Regions from separate parts of the Ovis aries genome. Here region 1 is linked to region 2. A link is a contact called in public Hi-C data. All regions are on one chromosome and are shown on one strand. Each heading gives the region's core, a stretch centred on a gene start, on an enhancer-like site or on the middle of the called end of the contact. The rest is flanking DNA. Distances are from core to core; before and after follow the strand shown. Region 1 holds the start of KLF4 (KLF transcription factor 4). Region 2 has its middle 540 kb from the start of ACTL7B.

The links. Hi-C and Micro-C count contacts between places; a contact is called where the count stands out from the background.
Region 1: a contact with region 2 is called in a Hi-C map of tail adipose tissue, with 2.8 times the contacts expected there. The contact joins the promoter of KLF4 here to the enhancer-like site in region 2. A contact is called at or near these places in 4 of 16 Hi-C or Micro-C datasets (hypothalamus, liver, omental adipose tissue and 1 more).

The regions. Positions count from the first base shown.
Region 1 is chr2:15,683,716-15,687,921 of ARS-UI_Ramb_v3.0, reverse strand. It overlaps KLF4 (KLF transcription factor 4), which reads right to left and starts at 1,783. Exons shown (of 4, transcript NM_001164219.1): 1 at 1,685-1,783; 2 at 14-1,007. The coding sequence starts at 1,783.
Region 2 is chr2:14,944,847-14,948,752 of ARS-UI_Ramb_v3.0, reverse strand. No RefSeq gene overlaps it. Among named protein-coding and RNA genes, the nearest start is that of ACTL7B, 540 kb to the right of the region's middle. Within about 2 kb of position 1,367, at least 20 of the 54 cell types and tissues checked have an H3K27ac peak or open chromatin away from gene starts, as enhancers often do. A contact at or near this core is called in liver, where this site is marked.

The sequences.
Region 1 (4,206 bases), core at 534-3,033, 740 kb before region 2:
CCCCGGGACTGACCTTGGTAATGCAGCGGTGGGACCTGCGGCTGCATCTGGTCGGGCAGGAAGGGAGGGTAGTTGGGCCCGGGGTGGGGATGGAAGCCCGGGGGGAGCGGCAGGGCAGGATGACAGTCCCGGCTGCTCAGCAGTTCCTCGGCACCCAGGGTCGGGGTAGTCCTGCTGGGGAGCTGCCGCCCCAAGGGAAAGTCGTGCGCAGGCGGCCGGTGGCCATTGCTGAGAGGAGGTCCAGTGCCCAAGTGGGCCTCTAGGGGCCGACCGACGGTGCACGAGGAGACAGCCTCCTGCTTGATCTTGGGGCACATGCGTGGTGGCCCGCCGCTGTAGGGCGCCACCACCACCGGGTGGCTGCCGTCTGGGCTGCCTTTGCTAACACTGATGACCGACGGGCTGCCGTACTCGCTGCCAGGGGCACTCAGCGACGCCTTCAACACGAACTTGCCCATCAGCCCGCCACCTGGCGGCTGCGGCTGCTGCGGCGGAATGTACACTGGGTCCAATTCGGGCCGCAGGAGCTCGGCCACGAAGCCGCCGGAGGGGCTCACATCGTTGATGTCCGCCAGGTTGAAGGGAGCTGTCGGAGGGGGTGCAGACTCCCGGCCATACAGGAGGCCGCCGCCCGCGCCGCCCGGCGCCGCCACGCCCGGGTCGCCCCCGGCCCGGATTGGATAGCTGAAGCTGCAGGTGGAGGGCGCACTGGCTGGACCGCTGCTCGACGGGGAGGACGAGGAAGAGGCTGATGCCGAGGACGACACCGTGGCGGCCACGGACTCCTGATGGGACAGCGAGTTGGAGAGGATAAAGTCCAGGTCCAGGAGATCATTGAACTCCTCCGTCTCCCTCCGGGGCAGGAGAGCCGGGTTGCTGCTGCCACAAGCCGCGCCGACTCCTCCACTCTCCAGGTCGGTGGCCACGGTCGCCGCCGCCAGGTCGTAGGGGCGGCCGGGAAGCACCGGGGGAAGTCGCTTCATGTGGGAGAGCTCCTCCCGCCAGCGCTGTGGGGACAGGACGCGAGACAGACAGTCAGTGCTGTCCCTAACTGCCACTCGATGTTAGTGGTGGGCCCGCCGCGCCTACCCCGCCTAGACACGGGGACCGGATGGGCAGGAAAGGCCCCGGGGTCTGTGGATGCCAGTGCTGCAATCATGGCCCACACCCGGGTCTGGGGAAAGGCGGTGCGTGGATATATGGAGGATGTTAGGTTGTGTCTGCCCGATTGCGTGTGAGCGAGCGCCGAGGCTCGCCAGCCTGGGTCCCTCCCCCGCCGGATCCCGGGGACGCTCCCGCCGTCCCCAGAATTGGGACACCGAGGTTCTCTTGGTGCGCCCTCGCCACGGGGACGCCTACGCGCCAAGCTCACTCTGGCCCAGCCAGTGTCTGGGGACAGAGACACCTCCCGCCCGGTGGCCCGCGCGCCCGCCCTGCCGCTCGCGCGCTCCGGGACGTGTGCGGACCCGGTGTGCGCCCCCGGCGGCTCCACCGCTTCGGGACCACACGCATGTACAGCTAAGCCAAGGGCGCTGAAGCCATCCCGGGTAGCCTGCGGAGGAGCCCGTGCGGGGCCACTCCTGCCCGTCGTCTAGTGGTGCTCGGTGACCCCAGGGCTCCGCCCGTCCCCATCCCACCCACAGAAGCCCACCGGAAGGCCCCAAAGGCCCAGGCCGACACTCACGTTATTCGGGGCACCTGCTGGACGCAGTGTCTTCTCCCTTCCCGCCGGGCCGGACGCGAACGTGGAGAAGGACGGGAGCAGCGCGTCGCTGACAGCCATGTCAGACTCGCCAGGTGGCTGCCTTCGGACCGGGTGGGGAGCAGAGGCAGAAGTCAGGGGCCACTCTCGACCGCCGCTCTGGCGCGTCCCATCCGCCCTCACCCCTCCCTGCGCCCCGCGCCGCACCTACCTCATTAATGTGGGGGCCCAAAAGGTCCTCGGGAGTCCGAAGCAGAAGGGGTACCCAAACCCCAAAGCCAACGAAGAGGAAAAAAACTTAGAAACGAAGCCAAAACCCAAAACCCCAAATTGCCCGAGATCCTTCTTCTTTGGATTAAATATAAAAGGGAGATGCCTTAAAAAAAAAAGTTCCTTTGTATACGAAAGTTCTTAGAAAAGTTGTAAACTCGTAAAAATAGACAATCAGCAAGGCGAGTTAAGTAGGTCCGGTGGCCAGGCTGCGCTCTCTTCGACTCAGCAGCGTCCCCCACCGCTGTCGCGGTCGCCGCGGCTATCGCCGTGAGCGCTGGGGCTGTGGCCGGGGTGGCGGGCGGGCGGCGCCGCCAGGTGAGACTGGATGCGGTGGCGCGGATCTGCGGACTGGGCGGCGGCGCGAGGCGCGGAGTCCGGGGGGCTGCGCAAGGCGCGCGCGGCCATGGGCGCTGGCCGCGGGCGGGTGGGTGGGTGGGTGGGGGGCCGGAGGGGCGGGGAGGGGCACTTGGCGGCTCCCGGTGCCGCCGCCGCCCGCCACCGCCTCTGCTCCCCGCGCGCCCGCAGCCGCGCTCGCTCTCTGAGGCCGGGGAACTGCCGGCGGCCGCCGCGCGCTCCTTACTTATAACTTCTCCGCTCCCGCCCTCCCCCCGCCTCCTACCCGCTGCGCGCTGGGGCCCGCCGCCAGGCCCCGCCCCTCCCTTTCTTCTCCCCTCCCTCCAGCAGCCCCCCCGCACGTTGCCATGGCAGCTAAATAAACAAACTCAGCGCACGTGGGGGCGGGGAGGAGGGAGGGGCGCAGGCGGGGCCCGGCGGGCTGTGACGCCAGCCCGGCAGCTGGCGGGCAGGAGCCGCGCTGACGCCGGCGGCGGTGCCGGCAGCGGGCCGGGCGCGGGGATTTGGGTACGGGGCGCAGGTCCGGTCCCCGGGCGACTGGGACAGTCGGCGTCGCCATGGGTCGCTCCTTGAGTTCGAAGCTCGCGGCCAAGAGGGGTCGGTAGGGGAGAGGGGGACGGTAGCGCAACCCCACCCCCGCTCCGGTGCGCGCTTGCCGCGCAGTCTGCGCACTGGAGAAGAGCGCGATTATCCGCGTGACTCATCCAGCTCGGGTCCGTCATACGCACGCAGGAGCCCTGCTGTAGTCCCCGAGCGCCAGTGCGGGCATTTGGCCTGGCCTCGCATGGTCCTTCTTGGGCTCGTCTGCCCGGGGGTTGGGAGTAGAAGGGAGGTGGGTGCCCTCCAGTGCGTGGCGAGGACCTGGAGACTGAGAAAGCGAGAGAGGTGTTCCCCTTCTGAAAAGGGCGGAAAGAGGCCGGAATGGGAAATAGAGCTACGGTTTTGATAGCTGAAGGAGCGAGGAAGGGACTGAAAGAGATTTCGCTATGTGAAGTGGGGAGAGAGGGGAGGGGCGTGAGGTGCGGGGACACCTTTCAACCGGGAATCTCAAAGCACTTTGCAAAGCACGCAACTCTCCACTTTATGGATGAGAAAACTGAGTCATAAAGAGGTGAAGTGGCGAGGTAAAGGTCAAACGGCAACTCGTTCCCTTGGCTCAGGCTCTAGAGCAGTCAGACCTACCGAAAGGGGCTCAGCTGGAAAGTGGCCCCGTGCCAGAAAGTGGAACTATGCGGTGGGACCCGGGTTCTGGAAAAGGGCCCACGCAGCTCGCAGCAGCCGTCCCTGCCCACCAGGAAGAGAAGAGGAAACGGCAATCGTTATTTCAGTCTTATAACTCGGCCTCCCCACCCCCACTCCCCCTTAGTTTGTGATCAGTAATTTTCCAGCCGGGAAATGTTTTCGCCGTCATCTTCTCTGCAAACAGTGCCCTTTTTTTTTTTTTTTTTAAACGTGAGTGTGGTGTTCGGTATCGCTTTCTAAACGTAGGCTTGCGAGGTGTTTTGTTTGGATTCAGGCGCGCCTTGGGCTCCGCCCGCCCTCTGCACCAAGCCCCCTTGTCTGTAAAGGCGGCCGGGTGTCAGCCCAGGAGAGAAAAAGGAGATGCCCCAGCCCTGGGCAGTGTGCGGTCACCCTCACTGAGATCCAGTTACTTCGTACTTTAAGTCACCTGTTTATTTGAGTCCTACGCTCCTGGTACCTATTAGATTTCCTTAGAATATTTGTTATCCTTGATTTTCCTACTCCTTGCCAACCACAGAAGCATTCTTGGAATGCATCGCGCCCCGAATGAATCCACTCAGCCCTTTATGCCAAGGCCAGGAATCCCGCTCGGTTCGGAGAGTTGGAAGCCCTTGCGGATCCCCCAGCCGGTCTTT
Region 2 (3,906 bases), core at 118-2,617:
TCACTTCTCTGAACCTCAGTTATCTACAAAATAGAGAAAATAAGAATCTGCCATTTTCATGAAGATCAAGAGAGGTAATGCTTATGAAAAGCCAGGACACCAACTGGCCCACTCTCAAGAGATTCATAAACAGGGTGATTTTTCCTTCTTCAAAGACTTTGTAAAGATTACCTGAGACCATGTGTGAAGGGATTTTGCATGCTATGAATGGACTGCACAAGTGTGGGTTATTACTTTTCTTTTATTTCCCTCTCTTCCCTTTTAATTACCTCCAAGCCTTTCTTTACCATCTTGTTGGCTTTTACAGGAATTACACAATGTTAGCTTTAAAAGGACACCCACCAAGTCTCCTGCCCTCAGCTAATTGTGCCACAAACACGCTCACTTAATCCTCACAGTGATGGGTTAACTCTCCCCTTCTTTACAGTTAAGCAGATGCAGTTCCGTGGAGCTTCCTGCGGTTTGGCGAGCTTTGCGGTTGATTTGTGTGAGGACCAGATTTTGAGCCCTGCCAAGCCTAACACTCCACCTTGCCTCTTGGGAAAGGCTTTAGAGATCCTTACAGCCCAATTCAATGTTGCATCCTCAGGGGACTTGTCCAAGGTCACAGAGCAAGTTCAGCATCAGGATTAAAACTCACATCTCCTTATAACTCAGGCCAGTATTCCAAGTCCTTTGCTCCTATGTGTGTTTGAGTCAAACTTTCCTGACCCAGGAGAGGAAAGATCTAAATCATCCTTGCCCAAACGCTCAACCAGGGCTCTCTAGTTTGACTTTGCTTTTTCTTTGTGGAGCTTCTAATCCCAGAGTAGGGTGGAGAGAATGGTGGGGGTCTGGGGGAAATCTTCAGGAGCTTAGTTCCTGTTTATTCATGTGTCATTCTTTTAGTCCCTGAGGCTATAATATCCATTTAGAAAGATTAAATCAAATGGGATCGAGGGCAGAAAAAGGGGAGCTAAGGGGGAGGCAAAGAAAGAGGGAAGAAAGTGGAAATCTCTAAGCACTAGAATAAAGAACCTAAGATATTACTAATTCTCAAATAGGTCTTACTTCTTACAGAAGAGCTGCTCCATGGGATATGCAGGTGAAAGCAACTTGGGGGATTTTTTTTTTTTTTTTCTGTCCGTGAACCTGGCTTTTCTTTCCAGCATTCTCAGGTGCACTGGAGGCCCTGGGAAGAGAGAGGGCTTTTTCAAAAGACACTTCCACCTCCTAAGCCCTGTGCCTACAAACCAAATATTGATCTATTTAGTAAACCCGCCTGTGGGAGGAGAGATTGTAAAGCTCTGTTTACTCAGCAGTTGGGCCCCCTGACAGCTGTTCAATGGGGGATTATGATGTCACAGTGGTAATTACACTATAAACAAGGGATAGGGAGAATAAAGCATGAAAGGAAACTGTGGGGCCGTTACCAAGCAACACAAAATATGTAACCTGAAACCCGACAAGCATGTAAATTTCCTTGCAAGCCTCCCAGATGTCCTCAATTTATGGCCAGCGCGCAGTTTCAGTTTCAATTTGTTTATTTGCCCTTCTTCAGTCACAAATGTGGAGCTAAGAATGTTGAAAGAGAGAAAAGAAAGCAAAGGAAAACGCGGGGCAAAGCGGGTAGGGGTGGTGGAGGAAAGCTCGTACTTTCTTCCTAGGATGTAAGAGGTTGGGAGAAAGCCCAGGGCTTGGTCTTCTCTCTTTAGAAAGATGTAGAGGTCATTGTCCAAGGAGGGGGCTAAGCCAGGTAAATAAGCCAAAGGCAGCTGAGAAAGTGAGGCAGGGGAGAAGAAAAAGAGAAAAAAGGAACAAAAGTAAGAGGATGAAACCGATTAAATGGGAAGAGAAGGAGGAGGGCTCCGCAGCAGGATCGGCCCCCAAGGACTTGGAAGGGCCCTGGAGTCCCCATTGCCACAGCCCCACCTAGTGGTTGCCCCACGTCTTGATTCCTCTGGAGTGAAGCTGCTCCCGCCAGTGCCCATAGCCCTGCCCTTCAATCAGCTTCCCACTCTGGACACCTCCCCCCATGCCCAGGACAAGTCAGTCACTGCTCCACAGAGCTTTGGAAACAAAGACCCAAACACCATGTGTTTTTCTTCTTCTGGATTCTCACCCCAGCAATACCTTCCCTCCCAGTAGTTTTTTCCTAGATGAGACTGCTTCTAGCTCACCACCAAGCCCCCCGCCCCTGACCCCCCCCCCAACGCCACGCCCCCTCCCAAAAACTTTTTTTTTTCAATTTGTCAGTGTCCCTCTTAGAATCTCAGACTTGAAACCAGACACACCCTCTCAGGTGAGGTCTGACCTCAGGAACTAAACAGGATCAACCACTAGTCTCCCCGGCCCCGCCCCCAGCCCGCTTGCTGTGAGAGCTATAGAGGCTTGAGCAGGCTCACCAGAACTGATTGTTAAATTTTCAGGAACTCTGCTAGGTTGTTTTAAAATCACTGATAGCTTGAAATCTGCCATGGCGACACCGATATTGGCAAATACAACAGATAGGGGCTTCCCTTCCCCATCCTCTAGAGAGCTGGTTTAGCAGCATACCCTGGTCATGACCAATCCCCTTCAACCTCTTTGGAGAGTTCGTGATTCACAGAGGACTGGTGAAATCTGTAACCAAAGAGAGCAAACCACAGACCTCCAGACAAAAGCTACAAAAGGATTCACTCCTTTTAGATCTAAAGAACATGGGATAGGATTTTAGTTCCCCTTGACTCCTTTGCATCGGCAGTGAGCACCTTTGCTACTGAGAACATTTCTCTTGGGTCTGATTCACACTACAGCCACATCAGTTTCTATGGGGTGCTCACAGAGCCAGATGTTGAGTGATCCTGTTGAAACAAACAACAAAAATGTTCACTGAACTGAACTGTAGAGACTGGTGCTGTGTTTGTTTGGGCACAAACACAGCAGCTGGTACAATGAATGGCTTTTCCACAAACAGGAATTCTGTCAAATCTCTCCTCCTAAATTCTAGTATTAACTGTCCAGAATGACAGTCTGGCAACAAGGCTAAATTCTAGTCCGGGATCAGCCACTCCGCGGATGTTTGTTTGAAAGCCCACCCCTTTTCCCTCTCTGGGCTTCAGTTTCTCCAACAGCAGTGACGGCTGAGTCTCAGGACTTTTAACTCCAGACGGCTTTTCCAGCTGCCTCCAGCTTGGGCCTCAGCACCGCTGTTCTCACAAGGGCTGTGAGCAGAACGTGACAGTGGGTGAGCAGCGTTTTTCCACAAGTTAATTCTCACTGTGTGGAAGTGTGTCCCACCTCTACTCCTCCTGTTGTCCTGGGGATGGTTTGTTTGTTGTGACTCTCCTCGGATATTCTACAAATGCTGATGAAATTACCCTCCATATTGCAGCCCTGGGGCTTGTTGTCTCCTAGAGATCACACCCAAGTCCAGGCTAATTTTAGGTCACTTCTGGAAGCCAGGCAACCCAACCTGAGCTGAAGCAGAGGTCTGGGGGAGCTTGGTAAAGCCTGCGTCCCTCTGCAAAGATCCTTTCTTTGGCTCTTACCTGAGCCCTTCTCAGGAGAAAATGTACAAGGCTGTTTTCTTTTGCCAATGTTATGATTACTTAGGAAAGGTCCAGTGCTGGTCCAGAACATCTTTGAAACAAGAGCCCAGGTTTCGAAATAAGAGAGTGCAGCATCAGTTTTTGGCCCACTCTAATATCCTCTCTCATCATGGCTCCAGCAACACTGGCCCCCAGCTCAGCATCTTTACACTTCTTGCTCCCACTTCCTGGATTGCTCTTCCCCACATGTCCGTGTGGCTTGATTGCTTTGAGTGTTCAGATGTTACCTCTCAGGCTTCCCTTGACTACCCTGTGTGAATAGCCATCCCTCCACCTATCCGTCCCTAATGCCCTCTTGAGTTTGATCAGTCTATCACCATAGTCACCCTCTGACCAT